Linked DNA regions of Rattus norvegicus: region 2 is linked to region 1. A link is a contact called in public Hi-C data. All regions are on one chromosome and are shown on one strand. Each heading gives the region's core, a stretch centred on a gene start, on an enhancer-like site or on the middle of the called end of the contact. The rest is flanking DNA. Distances are from core to core; before and after follow the strand shown.

Region 1 (4,411 bases), core at 337-2,836:
TTAAAACTGCCTTAAAATCACAATCAAGTTCTTGTCTAGTACGGAGGAACTTGTGAATGTACTGAAACGCCTGCAGGGCATGCTACTAGCAGAATACCACATGTTTAAGTCCTAAACTATTTAAAATATAAAAGTCTTAAGTATCTGGAACTATTTTAAATTGTTCCTACAAGGACAATTCAGCTATTTTCATGTGGACTCACTTTTACACTACTATAATGGGTTTACTTTTTCTTTTCCTACTGGAATCGATATGCGCTTAAGGGAAATTGTTTTCACCAGTTGCTGAAATTAAAACGCAAGGTATTAACTTTCCAAAGGGGGAGGGGGGCACTTTTCATTTAAAGATAGGAAGCACGTGTTCTTTTTAGCTCCTTAAAATGCAGTAAACTGTTCTGTATAACTTTTCGTTTCCTACACACTGAGAAGGCAAACGGCCTCGGATCTGAACAAGGATCACCAAACCAGTGATTGTCTATCACAGTCAGTGCTCCAAAGTCAACAGTTCCAGAGCTGTGTGGCACCTTATCAGCTTTCTCCGGGTATGCTGGGAAACCGCAAACGTAAGAGGGTCACAGACCCTGAGTCGTCTTCAGTAAAAAGACAGTGTGAACTCAAGGACTAGGAGCACAAGGGCTGGGTCCTCCGTACCTAAGGACGAGTCGACGTGACCCAAGGGACCCACTCCCATTAACCTACGACCATGCATGCCCCAGCTGACGCACAGCTTTCTGCCGCGCGCTTGGGGCCGTGCCAACACTCGGGGTCAGTCCCAGCCAGACACTGCTGGGTCTCCCGGCTTGACAGAGTCCGGCACCTGACAGGGAAGACTCCGGGCGAAGCCCGCGGTCTTGAGCGCCTCGCCCGCGGGCCGTGCCTACCCAAAGGCGCGGAACGTCGCCCGCTGGCGCCCGCAGACCCCGGAGCTCTTGCTCCCAGCCTCCGGCTCGCACAGCCTGGACCGCGCCGCGGCCGCCCTGGGGCAAGGACGCCATGCGGGCGGGCGGGCAAGGCGCGGGCGGGCTCCCGCGGCGCCCCCGTGGGCCGCAAGATGGCGGCGGCTCCGGGCAGAGCCCTCCGCGGCGTCCGTCCGGCTCCCTCCCCTCCCCTCCGCAGCCCGGCCCGGCAGCGGCGGACGCCGAGGCGCCGAGCGGAGGGACGCAGCGGAGCCGCGGCTCCGACGTTCGGTCCGGGCGTGGGGGAGGGGAGCGCAGCCCGTCCACCCCGCCGCCGCCCGCCGGCCCCAGCCCCGCTCGGGCGCGTCCCAGCCAGCCTACCTTTGAATTTGAGGTCTGAAGGAGGGTCGAGGACCAGGATCTGCTCGTGCTTCGCCATGGCCCCGGAGGCGGACGCCATAGGAGACAGCGCAGAGCGGGGGCGCGCCCGCGGCGGCGGTTCGCTGGCGGGGGCGGGGGACGGTGGCGGCGCCGGCTCCGCGGAGCTCTAGGACGGGGCCAGGCTCACGATTCCCGAAGCTCCGCGCCTGCTGCCGGGCCGCGGGTCCCGAGGGCTGCCTGTCGGGTCAGCAGCTCCGGGTGTCACAACTGACTCAACCCCACACCAGTCGCCGCGGCCACGCGCACTGCGATCCTCGGCTCCCCACGTGACGGCCTTACGTGTCTCCGTGCGCGCCCCCGCGGCCCAGAGCCCTCGTGTTGGCCCCGCCCTCCGGGCCTAACTGGGCTCGGCGCTGAGCTAGTGCGCCTGCGCACCTCCGACTTGGCCGCAGCTCCCTGCGCCGCGCTGCTGTCAATCTCTGTAGAGCGTGCAGGGGGCGTAGTAGGGCTGTTTGTGGGAGACGGGGTGCGCGGCGCCGGGCGAGGGGCGTCGTTCTTGGCGCCCTGGAGCTGCGAATGCGGGGCTGTAGCGCCGACTACGATGCTACCTCACAGCGTTCCAAGTGGAATTCCGAACGGAAGACAGTCAAGAAGTGCCGGGTACCTCGACTCCCAGCATGCCCCGTGCGGGCGGCGTCTCCGCGGGGGCTGCTGGGAACCGGGAAGGCAACCCGGGTCCGTTGGAGGCGAGTGGGTGGGGCCGCTGACTCTGCTTTTGGCTCGCCGAGGTTGTCTCGTCTGCATTGGAAAAAGAAAAGGGTTTTTGCAGGCTGCCTGGGAGCCAGGCATCCCAGGAGAGACGGCCCTTTGGGAAAGCGGCAGGGCGTGTCCGTCTGGTCTGCCCGGGATTCCTTCCGCCCTCTGCGGACGCGCGCTCTGTTCTAACCCTGCCGTTCCAAAGCTGCCTCCCGGATCTCCCTCCTGCCCAGCAAAGGGAAACACACCTCGCGCAAAAGCAAACGGGTTCCAGGGGAAATCTAGGCCAGGCACAAATAATCAAGGGTAGAAACCAAATGTCTGCTCCTACGGCGTGGAATTCACGTGCTGTATCTACAGTGTGGCTCATTCCAAATCTGTTTGCCTGGTTCTCGTGCCGTGCTAGGGACGAATTTTATCTGCATCACTTAGGAGAGCCTATACCAAATGAGAAAAATTGCCAAGCAAATTGCTGACAGATATTCAGCTCATTGCCAGGGTATCCAGGGACGGGAAGAGCAAACAAAACAAATGGATGTGCTGTAAAAATAAACCTTTATTGTGTCCTATGGTACTGCTTGAATTTAAATCTCTAGGAAGCTCCGTGCGAAACAAAGCACGTATTGATGCTTCTGCCACGGAAAGGCATCCTAGACTGTCTGGAAAGTAAATGTCGAAAATGGGCAGTCTAGAATACAGCTAATTAAACTTTTTCAACTCTCCGTCCCGTCACCTGAGAAATTTTTATGCCACCCTGGGTATATAGGATATAAAATTGTGGTATAAAACATTGATCACAAAAAAAAGTTTGTTTTCCTTCTTTGAATGCTTACTTTGTATCCTAACCTAAAAATGAAGTTTGAAAGAAAAAAAGATGAAAAAACTTACACATTTAAGACAAAAGCTAGCTTGTATACAAACGAGATAGGTTTGCGTGTCCATTCCTACATAAAAATTATTCCTGGCTGAATATTTGATAGACTAAACATTTTCAACTTTTTTGTAGTTGATTGCTATTTTGATTTTCTAATTACCAATGCTGAGAATCGGTTTTATATAAATACCTAGTGCAAAGTGGCAAAAAAAAAAAAAAAAGTTAGGTTTGGAAACATTTCAAAAATAGTTGGAAATTCTATCCCAATCACCAGCCAAATTTTTTGTGTGATTTTTTTTTAATGAAATGCAAGTCAGTAACCCAAACTGCAATTTTTAAAATCAAAGATTCTAACAATACAATCCAAAAATGTATAAATTTGACACGTGCTAAGAAGCAATAATAGGAAAATATTATATTTTTTCCTTAAGCTACTATGTCTTTTAAGAGTAGAAATCTAGGAGCAGAAAGGATGGCTGAGCAGTTGAAAGTACACGATGCTCTTGCAGAAGACTTTGGCAGCACCCACAGCAGACTGCTCTCATCTGCCTGTAACTCCCAACTCCAGGAACAGCCAATGCCTCTGGCCTCCTGGGGGCACTTGCGCTCAGGTGCACAGACCCTTAAGTATACATAATTAAAAATAATCTTTGCTTTTACAAGACTAGAAAACTACAATTTAAAAAAAAAAAACCACTGCAATTCATAAGACAGAAATCTCACATCTGGGCCAAGGCGTTTCAAAGATTACATACACAGAACAAAGTGCACATGACGTGTTCAGAACCAAGGCTGAAGTGATAACCCACAGTCCAACATGGATGAACTCCTACACAAATCCGATTGCACTACTCATTCGATTTTGATTTCTATTTGATTGTTGCACATTCAGAAACCTTTTGCTGTTGTCAAACTTTTCCAAACCCCCACAGTCAGTTACACAAAACCCACAGTTTAAGAACTTGAGGGTCTACACTCCTACCCCACCACCATCCAGTGCCAAACGTAAGGCATAGATCTTCAGTCATGAAGAACCTGGTAAGATAGAAGTGCTTAAATTGTTTTAAAAGCAAATGCTAATTTACTTATACTTTGAATTCTTTTTGTCCGCAAAAATTATTTTGAAATGTCAATTTTTAGAATACAAAAGTATATACAGTTTGAAAGATAGCTTGTGGGTTTTATTTTTTAAAAAAAATGTGTATGATAACCAGTCCATAGGATAGTGTCGCACATCTATTTCATTCTGAATTGAAAATCCAAGAGTCCTGACAAACTCCAATATCATGTTTGCCTAAGAACTGTTCTATGGACAGGCTCCATAGCTAAACAACCACTTCACAGCTGGTTAAACACCTCTTACTAGAAAGCATAGGCATCCTCAGTGTGCCAACAGCCAGTCAATAGGAGAGCATGTAGAAATTCCCAGCAACATGAGACTGTGATTGTCCACTCACCATGTGAACCCTGAACTGGGTGAGTTACAGAAACTTTTTCCCTATTT
Region 2 (4,121 bases), core at 1,184-3,683, 280 kb after region 1:
CTCAGTGGTAGAGCGCTTGCCTAGGAAGCGCAAGGCCCTGGGTTCGGTTCCCAGCTCCGAAAAAAAAGAACCAAAAAAAAAAAAAAAAAGAAGAGAGAACTCTGACCATCTGAATGTGGCTCTTATCCTCCTCCAAGTTCTCTCTACTCCTGTATTCTAAATAATCTGCATTTCCCCCATGCTCTGTCTCACATATATTAGCATAAAGTCTATCAGAGACTTTCTTTTTCAAAGAAAATAATAGCTGGACACATATCTAATCCCAGCACTTAGGAGCCAAAAGCAGGAAGATCTCTGTGTTGAAGCAGCCTGGTCCACATAGGGAGGTTCCAGGCTAGCCAGGACTTCACAGTGAGACCCTGCCACCCCCATCTACCCCCAACCCCAACACACAAAAAGAAAATAACAGAACATACTTTGGGATAGTGTTCTGTAGTGTTGTGGACCTAATCTTCTCTTTGCCAAGCTATGACTATGCAAATTAACTGTACAAAATAAAGTTAATATTCATTTTTTTAGATTTGTATTATCTTTAATTACAGGGGGAGGTGAGCCACTGCCTGTGAAGACCAGGTGTTGGGTTTCCTGGGAGCTGGACTTACAGACAGTTGGGAACAGTTTCTGGGGAGCAAACCCTGTAACTCTCCAAGAGTCATACTGCGAACGTCTTAACCAGTGTGCCCTGTCTCCAGCCCCAGTACTCAATTTTTAAAATACCACTTCTGTCTCTCTAAATTATGAGGAAAACGGTCCCTGTAAACTTATGAGAAACCACCGTTTAAAAAGACAGCAAATTCAGTCATCTTACCTTGTTTCTAGATACTCTGTGATTTGTTTTTTGAGACAGGATTTCTCTGTTTAGCCCTGGCTGTCCAGGAACCCTCTCTGTAGACAAGGCAGACCTGGAACTCACAGACATTTTCCTGCCTCTGCCTCCAGAGTGCTGGGAATAAAGGTATGTGCCACCACCAGCCGGCTTCTAGATACTTTGTTTTAAAAATTATTTAACAGCAGCTGCTATTAAACTAACCTATCTCTCTCCAATCTATGGGACACACTGAAAAAGTAGAAGCTCCAAACCCCTGTAAATGCCAACACCACTAAAAGGAAGTTATTCATTTCGAGGAAGATACCCAGGACCTTGAAATCATCGATATAATTCCTAGTACAGAAAGTGATGGGATCTTTCCTTTCCAAGTGCTAGCACCTGAACACTAAATCCAAAGTAGGCCTATTAACTTATCACTAAGGTCTTGGTCAATAACTGCCAGGTATGAGTAATGCTTCCCAAGCTACTCAGTGGTAGCCCACTGGCATTCATTCCATCAACACCACTGAGGCTGGGCAGTGGAACAGCTCGATGTACACAGTGTATAGCACACTTCTGTCACAGGCATAGACCTCCAAACGAAAACGGCTGTGATCTCCAATAACATTAGGGTAACTGCGCTGTTCTCTCTGGAAGAATCCTTGTAATGATCCCCAAACTTGAACCAGCACTACTTCAGAAGACTGGGAAGTGGAATATTTTGTCAAACTCTGTTTCACTGCGACATATTTAAAAGACGGGAAAAAGAAAGCTGGCCTGGACTAAGAACACTCCGGCATGAAAACGCGTTGAGAACGAAGCTCTCAACTCCAGATCTGGCCGAACACTTCCACTGAACCCTGAAACAAGGACCGCTACAATCAGGGTCGCCCCCCTGCCCAACGCAGGCTACGAGCCACAGCAGGAGCTGTTCCCCGACTCCACCCCGCTTGCGGAGACAGGTGGGCGAGCCAGGTGAGACCCATAAACCGGAAGACTGCGTCAGGCCAGTCCCCCGCCGCAGCTCCGGCCAGGTGTGGCCCGCAGGGATGCCCCGCGGCCTGGAAGATCCAAGGAAGCAGCTGGGCTCCCAGCTAGCCCCTGGCTCCCACAGCAGCACAGGACACACCGGGAGGTCCCAGGGAGGCCTGTCCGGCAGGCGGGGTGACCCACCCCAAAGGAGCAAGCTCGGGGAGTGAAGCCTTCGCGGACAACGTAAGGCGGGGCAGCCACGCCCCCCACCCCCAACTCCAATTCCGAGCCCCGGATCCCAAGCCCAGCACGCTGCATGACAGGCGCGGGCGCAAGGCCGGGCGCCGGACGGCTCCCACAGACACCACTGCAGCGCTGCGACCCCCGCGAGCCAACGCTCCCCGCCACTGACCAGTGCCTGCCGCCGAGCGACCGTCCGCTCCGCTGCAGCCGCCGCCTCCTCGCACTCACGCTGCCGCTACAACCGCCGCCTCCTGCGCTGCCCCCCTGGCCGGCCGCGGGAGCCCCATTCCCACCCCGCCCAGCCTCCGCCTGTTTACAATGATTGGGACAGAACAGGACGAGCCGCCCAGCGCGCACGCGCACGCCCTCCTCCCGCCGCAGCCGGCTTCCCGGGTCCTCCGATCCTTGGCCGTGACGGCTAGGGGCGTCTAGGGCAAACGCCCCTTGTCCTCGCACGGGGCACGCCGGGAGTTGTAGTTCTTGTAAACCCGCCACCCCCGCCACTGCAGGCCCGTGTCTCGGACACAAACCACAACACCCAGAAAGCATCGCGCCTCACGAGATGGAACTCGTTGGGGAAACAGGGAACCCGCGAGAGGATGCGCCAAGCGCTAAGGCTCTGCAGGCGCCTGCGCAGTGTCCTGGGGACCGAGTGGAACACACACCTACCGGAGCGAATCCCAGTGAAAACAGTGTGGGATCCCTGCGGAGCTCTGCAGGAAAGAAAGCGCAATCCTCCCCAAGCTCTGGCCGGGTGTCCGCAGCTATCGAAAATGACACTTTCCCCCAAGCGTCTGCGTACTTTAGTGGTTCCGACCAGTTAAACCAGCCTGGGCTGCCGACCCACCCCGCCTCTGGGCGGAGCACCTTGCTGGCCTTCTTTGGGCGGAGATCTTCAGTTGGAGAATTCTTGCCTTGGGGTTTGGAGAAAGGAAGCTTTTGGGGCCTATGCGGGGAAGTCCGCAGGATCCCTTTAGTGTGTTGGCTTGCGGGGAACTGCTGACTCCCACCCACTTAGCTCAGCAGTTAGCAATCAACCCCCGAGTTAAAGCTGCACAGCATCATGTTCAGCTCGCAAACAGAAACAGCTGAATATCCTCCCGAAGTCCTCCATGAAGGACTGAAGGAGTGTTCTCCGGTGTATACCGTGATAAACAGCAGTCCTTTGAAGTATTCTGGGTTTATAGCATTGGCAGTCAGAAGAGAGATGAGATTTCTAGTGTATGCTTCTTTCCGAGAGCCATATGGATTTCGATGATCCGTCCTGTACTATGCCCCCCAGCCATCTTTCCTCAAATATGACAAGTCCGTTCCTTGCGCAAGAGTCACCCTCAGTGGAACACTGAGGTCCTAGAGGGATCTTTCCAGAACCCCTGTAGCAATAAAACAGCCTCCAGGAGAAGCTGGCCTGTGAGTATGCCAGTTAAAATGCTCCTTCCCACTGGCAGTTCTGATATGGCCAAGGGATAGGCACTGGTCTGAGCAGGGCTTTATGAACCCTCTCCTGACATTGACATATAAAATAATGAGGTGGGGAAAGAGGCGTTCTTTACTGAGTAATTCACCGGTGGTCATATTTACTGCAACATCACGTGGCCTGTCCACTGGAAGTGAATGAAGCTGAAAGAGAGTTAGGGGACACAGCAAGGTAGAGGGAAAAGCAAGAGCGGTCAGTTAGAGTGAAGACTGACTCCCTTCTGAGATCCTTAAGTGCTGTGTTTATGTGAGCCTCAGCGGGCGAGCCAATCCAGGAATAATCTTTACACACTTTTTATTATTCAATTGTGCTAATGGAGGTATTTACAGGGCTGTTTCTCAGCATTTTCCCCTCCCACTTAAGGAGCACCACAGAACCATTTACTCTGGTAACTGTTTTAGAAATAAGCATCATGTCCAAGCAGAACCCACGAACCCACAGAGACAGATGGAGGCTTCCACTAAACCGCAGCTTCCTTTCTTTTCTGGTACAGTGAAGTATTTGAGGTCTGCAAATCTAGGAACCATTTGTCTCCTGCCGGGGCAAAGCTAAACAGAATTCAGGGAGAGGATGAAGTTAAAAATATCAAACAAATACAGCATGTTTTGGGACAAAAGGTAG

What was found. Hi-C and Micro-C count contacts between places; a contact is called where the count stands out from the background.
Region 2: a Hi-C map of liver shows a contact between it and region 1, with 4 times the contacts expected there. The contact joins the promoter of Ralbp1 here to the promoter of Vapa in region 1. A contact is called at or near these places in 2 of 12 Hi-C or Micro-C datasets (liver and mammary epithelial cells).

What each region holds. Positions count from the first base shown.
Region 1 is chr9:112,653,145-112,657,555 of GRCr8, forward strand. Vapa (VAMP associated protein A) reads right to left here and starts at 1,587. Exons shown (of 6, transcript NM_031631.2): 1 at 1,278-1,587. The coding sequence starts at 1,356.
Region 2 is chr9:112,937,226-112,941,346 of GRCr8, forward strand. It overlaps Ralbp1 (ralA binding protein 1), which reads right to left and starts at 2,434. Exons shown (of 10, transcript NM_032067.2): 1 at 2,193-2,434.